Linked DNA regions of Mus musculus: region 1 is linked to region 2. The links are chromatin contacts, called in public HiChIP or PLAC-seq maps. All regions are on one chromosome and are shown on one strand. The core of a region is the stretch at or near the end of the contact, and the rest is flanking DNA. Distances in the headings are between cores, read along the strand shown. Region 1 overlaps Atg7 (autophagy related 7). Region 2 overlaps Irak2 (interleukin-1 receptor-associated kinase 2).

Evidence for each region. HiChIP or PLAC-seq counts read pairs in DNA pulled down with a chosen protein or histone mark.
Region 1: a contact with region 2 is called in a FOXA1 HiChIP or PLAC-seq map of pancreatic cancer cells. The contact joins two enhancer-like sites. A contact is called at or near these places in 1 of 115 datasets of contacts at active chromatin or transcription factors (pancreatic cancer cells) and 1 of 9 other capture datasets (adipose tissue).

What each region holds. Positions count from the first base shown.
Region 1 is chr6:114,647,061-114,654,714 of GRCm38.p6, forward strand. The region is part of intron 1 of Atg7 (autophagy related 7); the gene reads left to right. Among named protein-coding and RNA genes, the nearest start is that of Atg7, 7.8 kb to the left of the region's middle. Within about 2 kb of position 1,806, at least 80 of the 459 cell types and tissues checked have an H3K27ac peak or open chromatin away from gene starts, as enhancers often do. A contact at or near this core is called in pancreatic cancer cells, where this site is marked.
Region 2 is chr6:113,672,263-113,679,276 of GRCm38.p6, forward strand. It overlaps Irak2 (interleukin-1 receptor-associated kinase 2), which reads left to right. Exons shown (of 13, transcript NM_172161.4): 5 at 477-677; 6 at 761-825; 7 at 3,369-3,483; 8 at 4,325-4,434; 9 at 6,385-6,580. Among named protein-coding and RNA genes, the nearest start is that of Tatdn2, 21 kb to the right of the region's middle. Within about 2 kb of position 3,154, at least 63 of the 459 cell types and tissues checked have an H3K27ac peak or open chromatin away from gene starts, as enhancers often do. A contact at or near this core is called in pancreatic cancer cells, where this site is marked.

The DNA of each region.
Region 1 (7,654 bases), core at 556-3,055, 970 kb after region 2:
TGTCCAGTGTGTGCAACCCACCACAAAACTGCAGATTTATTTAAAACATTAGATTACACAGACAGCATGAACTTTATAGGTGACCGCACACTGTTCTGGTGTCAAAAGTGTGGACCCACTTGGAACAGTGCCCAGGGTACTCCGGATAAAGAGGGTTTGCAGGTGATAAGAACGAGGCCCTGGGTGACACTGCACGGCCTGAAGGGAAGCAGAGCCATGGTAGGGTTGCAGGCTAAAAGGTGTCTGAGAAGCAGGAGCCACATTATGCATGCCCCGTAGGCAGTGCCATTTTAAGCACAGAGGCTGCATGCCACTCTTCTAAAAGTTACTTCCTGGGCTTCAGGGTCCTCTATAGAATATGGAGGAGAGGTCTGGTGCACATCATACATGAAGCCCTGAGTTCCATCTTTATAGCAGATTTGGGTAAATTAATAAAAGAATGTACTGTGTCTACAAGAAGGCTCAGTGGTGAGAGGTGCTTGCTGCCAAGTCTAATGACCTGAGTTTGACCCACAGGACCCACATGGAAGATGAGAACATGCCTTCTGATCCCCACATGCATACTCTGGCATGCTCTTCCTACAGGATTAAAATGTGATAAAAAATATAGAGTGTATAGAAAAATTGTGTGTTTTTTTTAATGTTGACATTTCCCAGTTGGACTTGGTGTATGCCTCTCCTCAGAAGGCTGAGGCCTGAGGATTGCTCATTCCAGACCAACCTGGTCCCTGTAAGAAGACCTTGTCTCAGAAAGCAAATAAGGTAGAACGCTATTTTTTTTCTAGTTTCTATCATAGTTCTTTTTTCTTGTTTGGTTGGTTTGCTTTTTCAAGGCAGGGTTTCTCTGTGTAGCCCTGGCTGTCCTGGAACTCACTCTGTAGATCAGGCTGGCCTTGAACTCAGAAATCCGCCTGCCTCTGCCTCCCAAGTGCTGGAATTGCTGGAATTAAAGGCATGCGCCACCACTGCCCGGCACTATCATAGTCCTTTCTTCTGCACCATGTATGTGTGTGTGTGTGTCTGTGTGTGTCTGTGTGTGTCTGTGTGTGTGTGTGTGTATAATAGTGACAGTGTAAAACCCCAATTGAAACTGGAGCTTCAGAAAAACACACTTTTTTTTTTTTTTTTTAGAGACAGGGTTTTTCTGTGTAGCCCTGGCAATTCTAGAACTCACTTTGTAGACCAGGCTATCTGCCTGCCTTCCAAGTGCTGGGATTAAAGGCGTGTGCCACCACCGCCCGGCCAGAACAACCACTCTTAAGTGAACCTCGTTCACTAAGAAGTATAGAGTTTGAGACTGACCAACTGCTTAAGTGGCTGCTTTAACTTGGTTTTAGTTGTGAGTCAACTAAAATAAAGCAAATATATAAAGCAAATAAAAAGGCCAATTATTGGATGTGTTTTAAGATTAGGGCCAAGGATGCCAGAGGCAAAGCTACATCACCAGGCTCTGTCCCTAGTATGACCAAAGGGTGAGAGGAAGATGAGGTAAACATTGCCCACTTAGCCTTGCCTGTATGGACTGCTGGCTGGGAAGTTTGGAGACCTTTACAATGTCATTGTGGGGTAGGGTGCAGCGTAGTGCTCAGGGGAAAAACCTGCTGGAGTCACTTCTGTCCTTCCTAACTCCTGGGGAATCAAGCAAAGGTGGTCAGGCTTGCGGGCAAGCACTTTTACCTGCTGAATCATGGACTTTTACTTTGAAAGCGCTGGAGTAGGAAGTGGAGAGCTGAGGAAGTTTGAGCAAGGAGGGTGTATGCTGTCATCTCTAAGTCACTGCACAAGGCAGGTCAACCTGAGGACTTGTCAGGATTCTGTGGCAGTAATCCAGGTGACAGAGGACAACAGCTGGTCAGAATCACTGGCTACCAGAGAAGGCAGTAGATTTTTGAGAAAGGAGGTAGGTTTTGCTGGCCTGGCTCAGAAGAGGAAGACGACAAGACTCATGTTGGGGGCTAAGTTTTTTGCTTAAGGGCTCTGGTTATATCTGCCTTCTCTGAGGTTAGACTTAGAGTCAGTTGGCCTCGTTTTCCATCTTTACCCAGGGAAGTGAAACCCACTGATGCCTTCCTCTTCCTCGTCCTGATTTCCCCTCCCTCTCCCAGAGTCTGAAGGCTCACTGTGTAGTCCTGGGTGAGATGAGACAGAACCCCAGAATTCCAGGTGTTCCCACCTTCTTTACTTAGGCCCTGCCCTTTGAACTGGCATGTGTTCATTAGGTTGGGGCATATGTGGAAAGGAAGTCTCTTTCAGGGGATCCAGCCATGTGGGGAAGGGGCGCACATGCCTTGGCGTTTCCTAAAGGCCCACCAGTGACCTAGTAGACACATGATGTTCTTCCTACAATCGCACTCTGTGTCTCCAGCAAAGTCTGGATGACCTACATGGCTATGGGATGCTCTTGACCATTTCCTGAGTCCTCCCCCACAGTCCTCAGCCGCCCTCCCTGCCTCTTGCTTCACCATGTTACACCCATCAGCCAAGACTCTTCTTTCTCTGTTGCTTCTCACCCACTCTTTTTAAGCCTTGTCCATCACTTTGCACTTAATTTCTAATCTGGGGAAAGATAGTATGTTAGCAGGGGCTTGGTGGCTAATGCTCATTTGTAAGACCACCACTAGAGACAGGCAGAAGGATTATGACAGTTGGGGGTCAGGCTAGGCTACATACCGAGTATTTGTTTGAAAAGGAGGATGGACAGGAGGAAGAGGGACTCAGGAAAGCCAGGAAGAAATCATGGACTATGAGGCTGATTCCTCTGTGAAATCCTGTCTTAGGCTTTTATTGCTGTGAAGAGATACCATGGCTGACCAAGGCAACTCTTATAAAGGAAAACGTTTAATTGGGGCTGGCTTACAGTTCCAGAGGCTTAATCCATTGTTGTCATGGTGGGAAGCATGGCAGCGTGTAGGGAGACAGAGTGTTGGAGAAGAAGCTGAGAGTTTTACATCTCCATCCACGGGCAGCAGGAAGAGACAGTGAGCCTCTAGGACTCTTCTGAGACCTCAAAGCCCACCCCTAGTGATTCACTTCATCCAACAAAGCTATACTTCCTAACCTATCGGGGCCATTTCTATTCAGGCCACCACAGATCCAGTCTTCTTTCCCTGAGACCTGACTGCATTGTCTGTCCATTTTCTTTGGTCTTTCACTATCCAGTCCCCCCTCAGTAGCCTCGGTTTCTCTCTTCTGGTGGAAAAAGAAGCACAGCCTCTAGCCATTGCCTACCCTTCCAGCCACGGTGTTGGTGAGAGCAGTGTGGAGCGCTCTGCTTCCTCCCACCTTCACTGGTTGCCATGCTTTCTGTACCCAGCACCCACCACACTGCATCCCCAAGCAGCTGACAGCATTCTGCCAGAGGTCCCCAGTTTTCCTGCTTCATCTCCAGACTTCTTAACATTACCTGGTATATATGCATTGCTGGTGTATGTTCATTGCTGGCGTTATCCTGTGCTTACCAGCCTGACCATTTTCCTCTTGATTACATCCATGGCCTCTCTCCCTTCTACTCTGAGTACTAGTTTTCTTCAAGGCTGTACCCACAATTCTTTGACCTTCTCACATACAACTTTATGCTAACAGACCTGTGACCCCTGTTGTGTGTCTTGGGGACCCTCCTGCAATGCCACCCTGGATCTCTGAGTCAAGATGGAAGCTTGTTACTGTTCCTGTAAACCTGCTGTTCTTTCTGCATCCTTTAATTTGCCATCATCTTTTTCCTCAGTCCTTGACGTAGATTCTCACGTCTCTCTTGGGTGTTCCCTCCCTTGCAGAGTCTCCTTCCTGAGTGACTCTTGACGAGTTGTACCTGCTGTCCTCCTCACTGCCTTCCCTCCTTGCCTTGTCCGCATGCATCCCCACCCTGCCTCCTGCTGCTTGGCCCACCTTAGCAGTCTAGCCTTGCCACTGTACACTCCCTTTCTGGAGTACAGAGCCCTGCTGGAATGGAAGTCCCTTTCCTATCAGGCCCTGCAGCGTGCATATAGCTCTGCCTACTCCGGTGACCAAAGGTTTTAGCTGCTCTGTCCTCACGCCTCTCCTTCATCCTGGCCAGGCTCATTCCTGTTCGCCTGAACATACCCTGCTGGCCATTCATTCCTAGACCTTGTCATCAGCACTGTGAGTGGTTCGGGACTCAGGCAGATGCTCGGTAAGCAGTGGTGGGAACATGGAAATCAGCACAGTTCTTTTTGAACTTTGCTTCCAGGAAAGACAGATATTCATCATGTATAAAATGATGGCCATGGTAGTATGCTGGCCCTCCCCTGGAATTCCAGTGCTCACAAGGCCAAGGTGGGAGGAAGTTGAAGCCTGCCTAAGCTATATAGTGAGACTGTCTCAAAAAATAATATTCATAAATTACTGACTGTACGGTGAAGATGAGGTGCAGAAGTGCTTTTGGAAGGTGCAGTGTCTGTAGAAAGAATGGCGAGGCTGAGATGTGCACGGGGAAAGGAGATACCTGGGTGAATGTCGGGCAGGAATGTTCCATGCTGTGCAGGAGCCACTGGAGGATCTGGAATTGGTGTGGAAGCAAAACAGCTTCCTTTCTTTTTTCTTTAATTTTGAAATAGCATCTTACTCTAGTATAGGCTGGCCTCAAACTCATGATCCTCTTGCCTCACTGTCCCCAGAGCTGGGGTTGCAGGTTTGTGCTGCACTCCCCAGTTTACCCTTCTCCTTTTGCTCTATCATAGTGTGTAAGTGTGTGTGTGCCTGTGTGTTTGTGTACGGGTATACACATGCAAGTGCATGCATGGAGGTCAGAGGCAGACAATCAGTGTCTTGCCTGCCATTCTTCTCCTTATTCCTTTGTACCAGGACCTTTCACTGAACTTGGAGCTAGAATGGCAGCCAGCAAGCTCCAGTCCCTCCACAGCATCCGAGGTGCAGGCATGCATTGCTGTTGCTGGTTTTTTACATAGGAGGTGGGGATGCAAACTCAGATGTTCATGATTGCTCATTAAGTGCTGTTACCCACTGAGGCGCTCACTCAGTCCCAGTGTAGCTTCCTGATCTAGTATTTGCCTGCCACCTGCCCTATTCTCGGGATTTAGAAGTGTGTGGGCTGTTTTATTTTACTGTTTTACTTTGTAATGATAACCACAGGATGTCTCTTTCCCTTTTTCTTTTAATTGAGAGGGAACCAGCTATGTTCAACATTTTGTAGTGTAAGGCTCAGAAGAAAAAAGTTATTCCACTCAGCCTGCCCTAGGCCCCTGTTGAGAGTGCTCTTCCAGTTTGTAAAAGCTTGGCTGAAGGGTCATGGGAAACAGTCTGGCCTAGTTAATGCATTTAGACACGCCTCCTCCTTCCTCCCACCACACCAGTGCAGACCTTTGCCACACTCTGCAGACTGCGCTTGGCTCAATTCCAAGCTGCGCTGCTGTTGCCAGCATGGATTCCCTGACAGTTAGCTCTGAAGGTGGGCCTATTGCTGCCTACCAAACCCTGAAATAGGCATGCAGGGTGGGTGGGGGCAAGAGATCAGGTAAGTGTTTGCTGAAAGGTAGGAAACCTGTATGTCTTTAACATGTTTTGATTGTATTAGCTCATCGTTCCCATATTGGTACTGAACCCAGGGCCCTGTACTTGCTAAGCAAGGACTTCATGGCCACATTAAACCCCCAGACCCATTGCTATCTGTTTTGTATGCCTCTTATACAGCAACTATTTGCATTTTCTCGCTGTTAGTACATCTTGTGTACACATGTAGAAAAGTCTCAGAATTTGAAAGATAGTTGGGAAGGGAACTCGAGTCCTCAGCCTGTGAAACTGTCCTCCCTCTCATCCATCCTACAGCGCACGAGGCTGTACTGTGTTCCTGCCTGTAGGTTTTAGGTCTGTTTGTTTGCTTGTTGGTTTTTTGTTTGTTTGTTTGGTTAGTTGGTTTGGTTTGGTTTTTTGTTTTTTTCGAGACAGAGTTTCTCTGTGTAGCCCAGCTATCCTGGAACTCACTCTGTAGACCAGGCTGGCCTTGAACTCAGAAATCTGCCTGCCTCTGCCTCCCAAGTGCTGTGTTTGCTTGTTTTTATTTTTTTAGACCAAGATGATTTGGTTTTACCCTAGGTCCCTGGGCTATCTAGTCTCTGGTTCTCTAGTTTCAGGTATGGGTTCCATCTGGTGAAGTGAGCCTTAAATCAGTTATTGGTTAATTACTTCCATAAGCTTTGTGCTACTATTGCCCTAGCATATCTTGCAAGCAGTATACCACTGTAGATCACAGAGTTTGTGCCAGCCCTGAAACTTTTAAAGAAATATGTCTGCACTTTGTGTGTGAATAAAGGTACGGGTATGGAGATCAGATAAAAACCTTAACCTCAGGTGTCCGCTCTTGCCTTCCACCTTGTTTGAGACAGTCTTTGTTGGTTTTCCACTGTGTGTACCTTGATAGCTGGTGGGGAAGCATCTAGAAATTCTCCTATCTCCGCTTCTGGTCCCTCTCCCAGCTAAAGCTCTAGGCCCTGAAGGCAGGCAAGGCACTTTTTAGCCAGAGTTAGAGCCATATTTGTGGAATGCTGTAGGCTAGCACAAAGAGGGACTGGAAAATGGATTGCAGCTCTGCCTCTGCCTCCTGGATGCCAGGCTCTGGGGCAAACATTCCCACCCCCCTTCCTTTTCCAGAGGCATCCTGGCTTGTGACATCGGCTCACACATTACAGATGGGAAAATCTAGGTTTCTCAGCTAGTAGCAAGTGGACCCGGAACCTGGCTCCTAGGGGGCTTCAGGCCGAATTTTTCACTTCATCCTGCCAACTCTGCTTCTGGCATTTTTTCTCTGAACCTCTAAAAACTTCCAAACTCTCTCAAAGCAATCAAACAAAAAGCCCAAAACACACAGAGAAGGGACTGTGAGGCTACAGTGGGGCCCGGAGGGGGGTAGACTGGTGTATTTCTCTGCTCCCCTCTCCAGCTCCACTTTCTTTGCAGAGGGCTTTTTGCTTCTCTAGCTGCTAATTTTCTACCAGTGTGCCTCCTTTGTTTCTGACAATCTACTACTGGTCTGCAATTTGCTGTGTCCAATCCAATTAGACCCATGCTGACAGGTAACTGCTAAGCAACCTTACCACACCCCAGCAAACACATCTTCTAATCATTTTATGAACATCAAAGCCCATGCCTTCTTCTTCAGCCTGTTTCGTAAAAAATTCCAGAAGAGCAGTGCAAAAGTACTAGGTCATGGAAGTGCTAGGTCATGGAAGTGCTAGGTCATGGAAGTACTAGGTCATGGAAATGCTAGGTCATGGAAGTGCTAGGTCATGGAAGTACTAGGTCATGGAAATGCTAGGTTATGGAAGTGCTAGGTCATGGAAGTACTAGGTCATGGAAGTGCTAGATCATGGAAGTGCTAGGTCATGGAAGACAGTTCTTATTTGAAGCAGGTTCTTCTGCATTAAAAGGAAGTAAGTCATCACCTGCTAACCCAGGTGGAGATGCGAACCCTGGGGTTCTTGGTAGGTGGCTTTGTCTTGACATTGGAGGCTTTCTTCATTTATATTCAGATTGCACACACACACACACACACACACACACTGATCATGACTGTGTCTTTACAAAGGTTGATGGGGCTTGCCTGCTCTAGAGTAAAGCTATGTGTCCAGGTGGTAAAATTAGTCTTTCCAGCAGAAATGTTGCTAGAAGAGCCCGTTTATCC
Region 2 (7,014 bases), core at 1,904-4,403:
AAAATATTTATTAAGAAGTTTCTATAAACCTTTGTTTTCCTTTTCTTTTTGTACATAATCTTTAAAATTTTATACTACATTTATTTATTTTGTATGTATGTATGTATGTATGTATGTATGTATATGTGAGGGCATGTGTATGCTGTGGCACACATGTGAAGTTAGAGGACAACTTTCAGGAGTTTATTATTAATGTCCTGGGGGTTGAACTCGGGTGGCCAGGCTTTCCGAGAGCCTTTATCTAGTGAGCCATCTTGCCGGCCCCATCCTCATTTTCTATAAGCCAATTCTAGTGGATCTAACTGGCAGGAACAGACTCATCTTTAATTGCCTGTTTTTGCCTAGAATAGTTTCCTAGAACTATTTCCTAGAATGATTAATAAGGGTTTAAGTAACCTTATAAATATCAATTTCTGTGTGCCTGTGTTTCAGCCAGCTTTCATGGTCACCATCCACTCTTCTCTCCCAATCTCCAGTATTGCAGTACTTCCACATCTGCCCCCAAGCAAGAAAGGCTTTTGGGTTTGCCCGGAGACAGGCTTTTCTGGAGTGAAGCAGATGTCGTCCAAGCAACTGAGGACTTTGACCAAAGCCACCGAATCAGCGAGGGCACCTTTGCCGATATCTACCAGGGTCAAAGGAACGGTGTGGCCTTCGCCTTCAAGAAGCTCAGGGAGGTGAGGTGAGGGTGTCTGCAGGGAGCAGTGAGGCCGGGGGCTGAGGGTGGATGGGTCTTCAGGGGCTGTGTATTTTCCCACAGGTGGCCGGCTCCAGTCCAGGGTCCATGGACAGATTCCTACAGGCAGAGATGCAGCTCTGCCTCAGGTAAGCTTCCGGTGCAGAGCCCCTGGCCTAATGATGACGGCAGGCAGTGCTTCCTGTGTGCAAGGCAAGTGGTTAGCACTGTCATTATTGTTCTGGGCCATTTTCTGAGGCTGTCACGGAGAGGGCGGTTTCTAAAGCACATGTTTGTTTATTTCGTGGTTTTAGAGGCTGGGAGCTCAGAGGGCATCCATTGAGGCCTCATGTAGCAGGTACCACAGCAGTGGTCATCACACAGTGTGACTGAGGGTCTCTACTCTTGTATAGCCCTAGCCCATGATCTCACCTAACCCTAAGCACCCTGCCTCCAAATACCTCTGACTATAAATTTGGGGCCTCAGTTTCCAGCACACAAACTCTGGGGCACATGCTCAGGTCATAGCATATACAAGCTCATTCCAGCGTCACCAGAATGTTGCAACACAGATCCCAGGGCCACAGTTGATAGGTGTATACGTTGGGGCCCAGAGAGGCTCAGTGTTTGGCCCAAGACCACACAGCTAGTAAGTGGCAGGGCCAGAGTATGAGTCTTCATAGACTCCAGAGTCTGTGCTCTTCTTATGCAGCAAAAAATAGAATTCTCAAGAAACCCTGGCTTTTTCCAGCTCCTCCTTCCATGTATGAAGAAAGAGATCCTCCCTATCGCATTTTGAAACAGGCAAACAGACTGGTGGTCAATGGCAAACCTATCTCAACACTAGACATGTGGGGACCCACGGAACTAAGTCTGCCTCTGTGTGTGTTTATACAGCCAAGATTGAAGAATGGTTTATTTTATTTTATTTTATTTTAGAGACAGGGTTTCTCTGTGTATCCCTGCCTGTCCTGGAAATTGCATTGTAGACCAGGCTGGCCTTAAACTCACCAAGATTTACCTGCCTCTGCCTTCCAAGTGCTGGGATTAAAGGTGTGAGCTACTACACCTGGCTTATTTTATTTTTTAGAGACTAGGTTTTACTATGTAGCCTGGTTGGCTTGGAACTCTCTCTGTCGACCAGGCTGGCCTCAGACTCACAGAGATCCATCTGCCTCTGCCTTCTAAGTGCTGGATTAAAGGTGTGGGCCACTACAGTTGGCCTGGCTTTTATTATATTTTAAAATGGTTGAAACAAATCTAAAGGATAGCTCATGGTCCATGGATACAAGATGACATAAAATAAAGTTTTATTGGTATACGGCTGTGTTTTCCAGTGTTCACAGTGTCTATGACTCCTTCTGGGCTGAACACACAGTAGGGCACTTGCTGTAGTCTACAGTTTGTGGAGAACACATGTTTTCTAACTCACTCTTTATTCTACAAGCTGGCTGGAGATGTAGTCAAGCACAGATAAGGCCCTGAGTTCTAGTCCTAGCAACTCCCCATCCCACTGCCCCACCCCCCAATATTACAGGGGTAAAGTAAGAAAGCCTCCAATCTGTTCACTGCTGCGAGGTGTGGTCTTGTCACCCCAGCACTTGAAATGCTGAGGCAGGAAGGCTGCACACCAAAGGCTTCCCATCCCAGAGCTGACGGGAGCTTGGGGAGGGACGAGGACAGTCAGGGACTGAGACATGTCCTAGCTTTGTCACCATACCTAGCTAGTTTGTCATTTCTAAATGCCTTCTTCATAGGAGATAACACACATGAGTGTAAACATGTAGACACTCATTCAATGGAGATCAGACATGTGCCCTTGCTTCAACTCTGTGTTCTCATAGATAGGCTCAGTGGCTATTCCTCCACTCATTAGTTTAGTAGCCCAGGCTATACCAGGTTAGAGGGAGAGCTCACTTGAAACCAAGTAGCTCCTGCCTCCTAGTGCATGCAGGACGGACAGGCGTGCAAAGCTAGTGAATGAGACAGGTGTGAAGTAGGGCACGGGAACGCAGCATGACCTGGCACAAGGCCATCTGTAGTTGCCCTTCGAGGTAGCCTGGGCTGTGGCCACAAGAAGGAGATGGAAAACTGTGTGTAACGACTGTGTGATGGGGCTGGAGAGATGGCTCAGTGGTTAAGAGCACTGACTGTGCTTCTAGAGGTCCTGAGTTCAATTCCCAGCAACCACATGGTGGCTCATCACCATCTGTAATGGGATCCCATGCCCTCTTCTGGTGTGTCTGAAGACAGCAACAGTGTACTCACATACATGACACAAATAAATAGATCTTAAAAAAAAACAAAACAAAACAAAAACAGTGGGTGGTGATTAATGAGGCAAGAGGTTTCTGGGAGGCAGAAGAGAAGTGTCCTTTCCCAGGTAGACACGTGGATGGTTCACATGTGGAGCATGAGATGTGGCTAGAGTCATGAGGAGAGCCAAGAGGAGAAAGGTGACTCATAACCCTGAGGCGGGTGTGGTGGCCTCTAGCAGGTTCTTCATCTTTCAGCCTTTTCCCAGAAGTGGGTTGGGGATGGTGCCAGACTGCACAGCAGGGAAATAGGGTGAGGCCACCAGGGACCAGAGCCTGTGGCGGCTGGGAGGTAGCGGGTGGTCTGAGCCAGGAAGTGGGGTCTGCCTGTGGCTCTTGCTCTTTCATGCCTGACTGTGCACTTGTGCTGGGTTCAGATGCTGCCACGCGAACGTCCTACCTCTGCTGGGTTTCTGCACTGGAAGACAGTTCCACAGCCTCATCTACCCCTACATGGCAAATGGCTCTCTGCACGACAGACTCTGGGCTCAGGTAAACCAGTGGCTGTAGTCACAGGACGGAACAGATAGCTCTTGCCTAGGAGTCAAGTTAAGGACTTCAAAGAGTGTAAACTTTTTTGAAAGCTTATAAAAGCTTCAATATAGATATCAATGTATCCTTTATTTCATTTTATTTTTATTTATGATTTTTTTTGGGGGGGGGAGGACAAGATCACCAGTAGCCAGGTTAGCCTCAAACTTGCTATATGGTAGACAGTGACCTTGAAGTTCTGGTCCTCCTGTCTTTACTTCCTGAGTGCTAGGAGTACAAGCATGTGCTACCATGCCTGGTTTGTGCAGCGCTGGGGAATGAAGTCCAGGACCTGGATAGGAGCAGACAGCTTAAACTGAACTCTGTCCCCAACTGCTCTCCTAGTCTTTATAATGCTAAGATCAAATCCAGGACTTCCGGTCCATTTCATATCCAAGGAGACAAAAGCTCAGAGGCTTCAAGCGTCTTCCCAAAGTCACACAGCAGGAGTGTGTCTGATCTTGGAATTTCAAGTAGCTCTGTTTGATACAAATAATATCACCTCAGCCGGGCGTGGTGGCGCACGCCTTTAATCCCAGCACTCGGGAGGCAGAGGCAGGCGGATTTCTGAGTTTGAGGACAGCCAGGGCTAAACAGAGAAACCCTGTCTCGAAAAACAAAACAAACAAAATAATAATAATAATAATAATAATAATAATAATAATAATAATCACCTCAAGGTAGTACATCACACTGGCTGAGCCCCGTGACCAAGGATGGGTTCGAAGCAGTCCGAGAACAGACTATAAAGACTTTAGGATGGTTCAGGAGTGACCCTTTTTATACCTTCTCTTTCTCTTAGGGCAACTCAGACATGCTGCCCTGGCCACAGCGGGCCAGCATCTGCTCAGGGCTGCTTCTAGCCGTGGAGCACCTGCATAGCCTGGACATCATCCACAGCAATGTTAAGAGGTGAGAGGGCGGGCTGGAGAGATGGCTCAGTGGTTAAGAGCACTGACTGCTCTTCCAGAGGTCCTGAGTTCAGTTCACAGCAACCACGTGGTGGCTCACAACCCACCATGCAATGGTGGGTCTGATGCCCTCTTCTGGGGTGTCTGAAGAGAGCAATGGTGGATACATTAAATAAATAAATAATAAATAAATCTTTTTTTAAAAAAGAGAGAAAAGAAAAAAGAGGTGAGAGGGCAGCATGAGCTGGGCTTGCTCCCCAGGTCTGGCTTTGAGAACCAGGACAGCTCCTGTTCTTGCTGTCTGTCTGTCTCTCCCCTCCCCTTCCCCCTTCTTCTCCTCTATCTCCCCTCCCTTGGGGACCTTAGCTCTCTCTTCATATCCTCAAAATCCAGTATTTCTGAGGTATGAAGCTGTCACTTTATCTGTGGCCTTTCTGGATTAGTTTCCCTGCAGGCCACAGCACCCTAAACATTTGACCATCTACTCAGGAGTGAGCCGGCTTGCACTCCATCTGGGAGCTGTGCCCAGCCTTGGGATTTGAGCTCCCCATTTGAACTTTGCTCAGTGCCTGCCTTGCTTGTCGGTTAGCGATAGACCTTGTCAGGGAGTTTTCCAGGTTTCCTATCCCCCGCATCTTAGTGTCAGGTTTCCAAGAACTAGAGAACTGCCATCACGGGAGAGATTCCAAGAGTCCAAGGCATTTAGCAGAACCAGCTGCACGACCATAGAGGTCTTGTGGTTCCTCAAGGTTCCCTCTCCTGTGGTACAAGCCAGCTCAAAAGCCCTTTCTTCTTTCCCCTCCTGACTTGCATTTGATGGCCCCATCACCCTGGGCGTGCTCCACCATCCAGCTGCGTCGTCCTCCCACGCAAATCCTCACCCCTAAGACTGGATGGTTTCACGGCTCTCAGTTCCTCCTCTGCCTCCCCATGTTGCAAGGTTTCACGGCTTGTTGTGATTTCTTAACCTTGCGGTGAAGCGGCTTGCTCACACTTATTTAGATACTCCTAATAGTAGATATTGGAGTTGCTGGCTATTATTAAAAAGATTTTTTAAACTTTTTTTTTGTTTGTTTATTGAGACAAAGTCTTGCTGTCGAGCAGAACTGGCCTCTAACTTACCAGTGTAGCCCAGGCTGACCTGAAGCTCACTACGTAGCCTACACTGGCCTCGAACTTCCAGCAGCTCTATCTTAGTTTCCCAAGTGCTGGGGATTATAGGTGAGCTGCCACTGTGCCTGGCCTGGTGTCTTCTTTTTCAAATACTGCTCGGTGGACCAGTGAGATGGCTCAGCGGGTGAAAATGCTCGCTGCCAGGCCTGATGGCCTGAGTTTGATCCCTTGAATCTAAATGATGGAAGGAGAGAGCCTGCAAAACTTCCCACTGAGCTCCCCTGGCAAGATGTGGCATGCATACCCCCTCCCCCAAGGAATTCTCTCTCTGAGAATTTTCTCTCCCTCCAATTATGACTGGATCAAAGTATATTTTCACTTCTCCCTTTAAAAATTAAAAAAAAAAAGCTCCCCTTCCCTACAACCTGAGCAAACTGAGTTACAAAGGATGTAACTGGGTTATAAAGGATGCCAGTGTCTGGGTTGGCCCCAGAGAGGCCAGAGCTTGTAATGGGAACAGCTTTAGAGGAGTCTAGGCCAGAATGAGCAGTGGGCTTGACCTGATGAGCGGTGGGGCCGGCCAGGGCTGGCATCTGTGGGGAGTAGAAGTCTGCATTTCCTGCATATTCCTGGGGCAACTAGGCCAATTTTCAGCTCCATTTCCATTTAATGGAGTGAGTGGGTTTCCAAGGTCCTACCCATTTATGGCTGGCTATTTCATGTTGAGTGTCTTCTGTGAGTGCCTCCACTCCACCATTCCCAGGGCTGACGCTTGCCCAGTGCTAAATTGTTTGGCCAGTGTGTCTCCACGGCAACCTCTTCACTTGCTTTCCCGCAGTGCCAACGTCTTGCTGGACCAGCATCTTAACCCCAAGCTGGCTCATCCTGTGGCTCACCCTCATCCCGACAATAAAAAGACCAAATATACCGTCATGAGGACTCACCTGTTCCAGGCCTCAGCTGCATATCTGCCGGAACACTTCATCAGAGTGGGGCAGCTGACCAAGCAGGTGGACATCTTCAGCTGTGGAATTGTAAGCATTTCCTCGTCTGCCCACAGGCTGGCTGTAAGCGTGGGGCTTGCGTGGAGTTACAGCAGAGGCTGCTGGACTGTGGCCTCCAGGCCAGATCCGAGACAAAGGCATCTTTGAAAACCGTTTATTTCACTTGCTCTTAGTCTGTGGGTGTGCATTATGTGTGGGGTGTGGGATGGGGGTGTAGTTCGAGTGAGACGCTCAGGTAGTATCGACCTCCTTTGGGATCGGCTCTCTCATGGACCTGAAGCTCACGAGTTAGGCTAGACTCACCAGTGAACCCCAAGGATCCTCCTGTCTCAGTCTCCCCAGGGCTTGAATTACAAGTGCATACCACAACATCTGGCATTTGTATATGAGAATCTCAGGATCTGAGCTCTCAAGTCCTATGTTCACAAGGTGACCATTCACGGACTGACGTATGTCCCTAATTT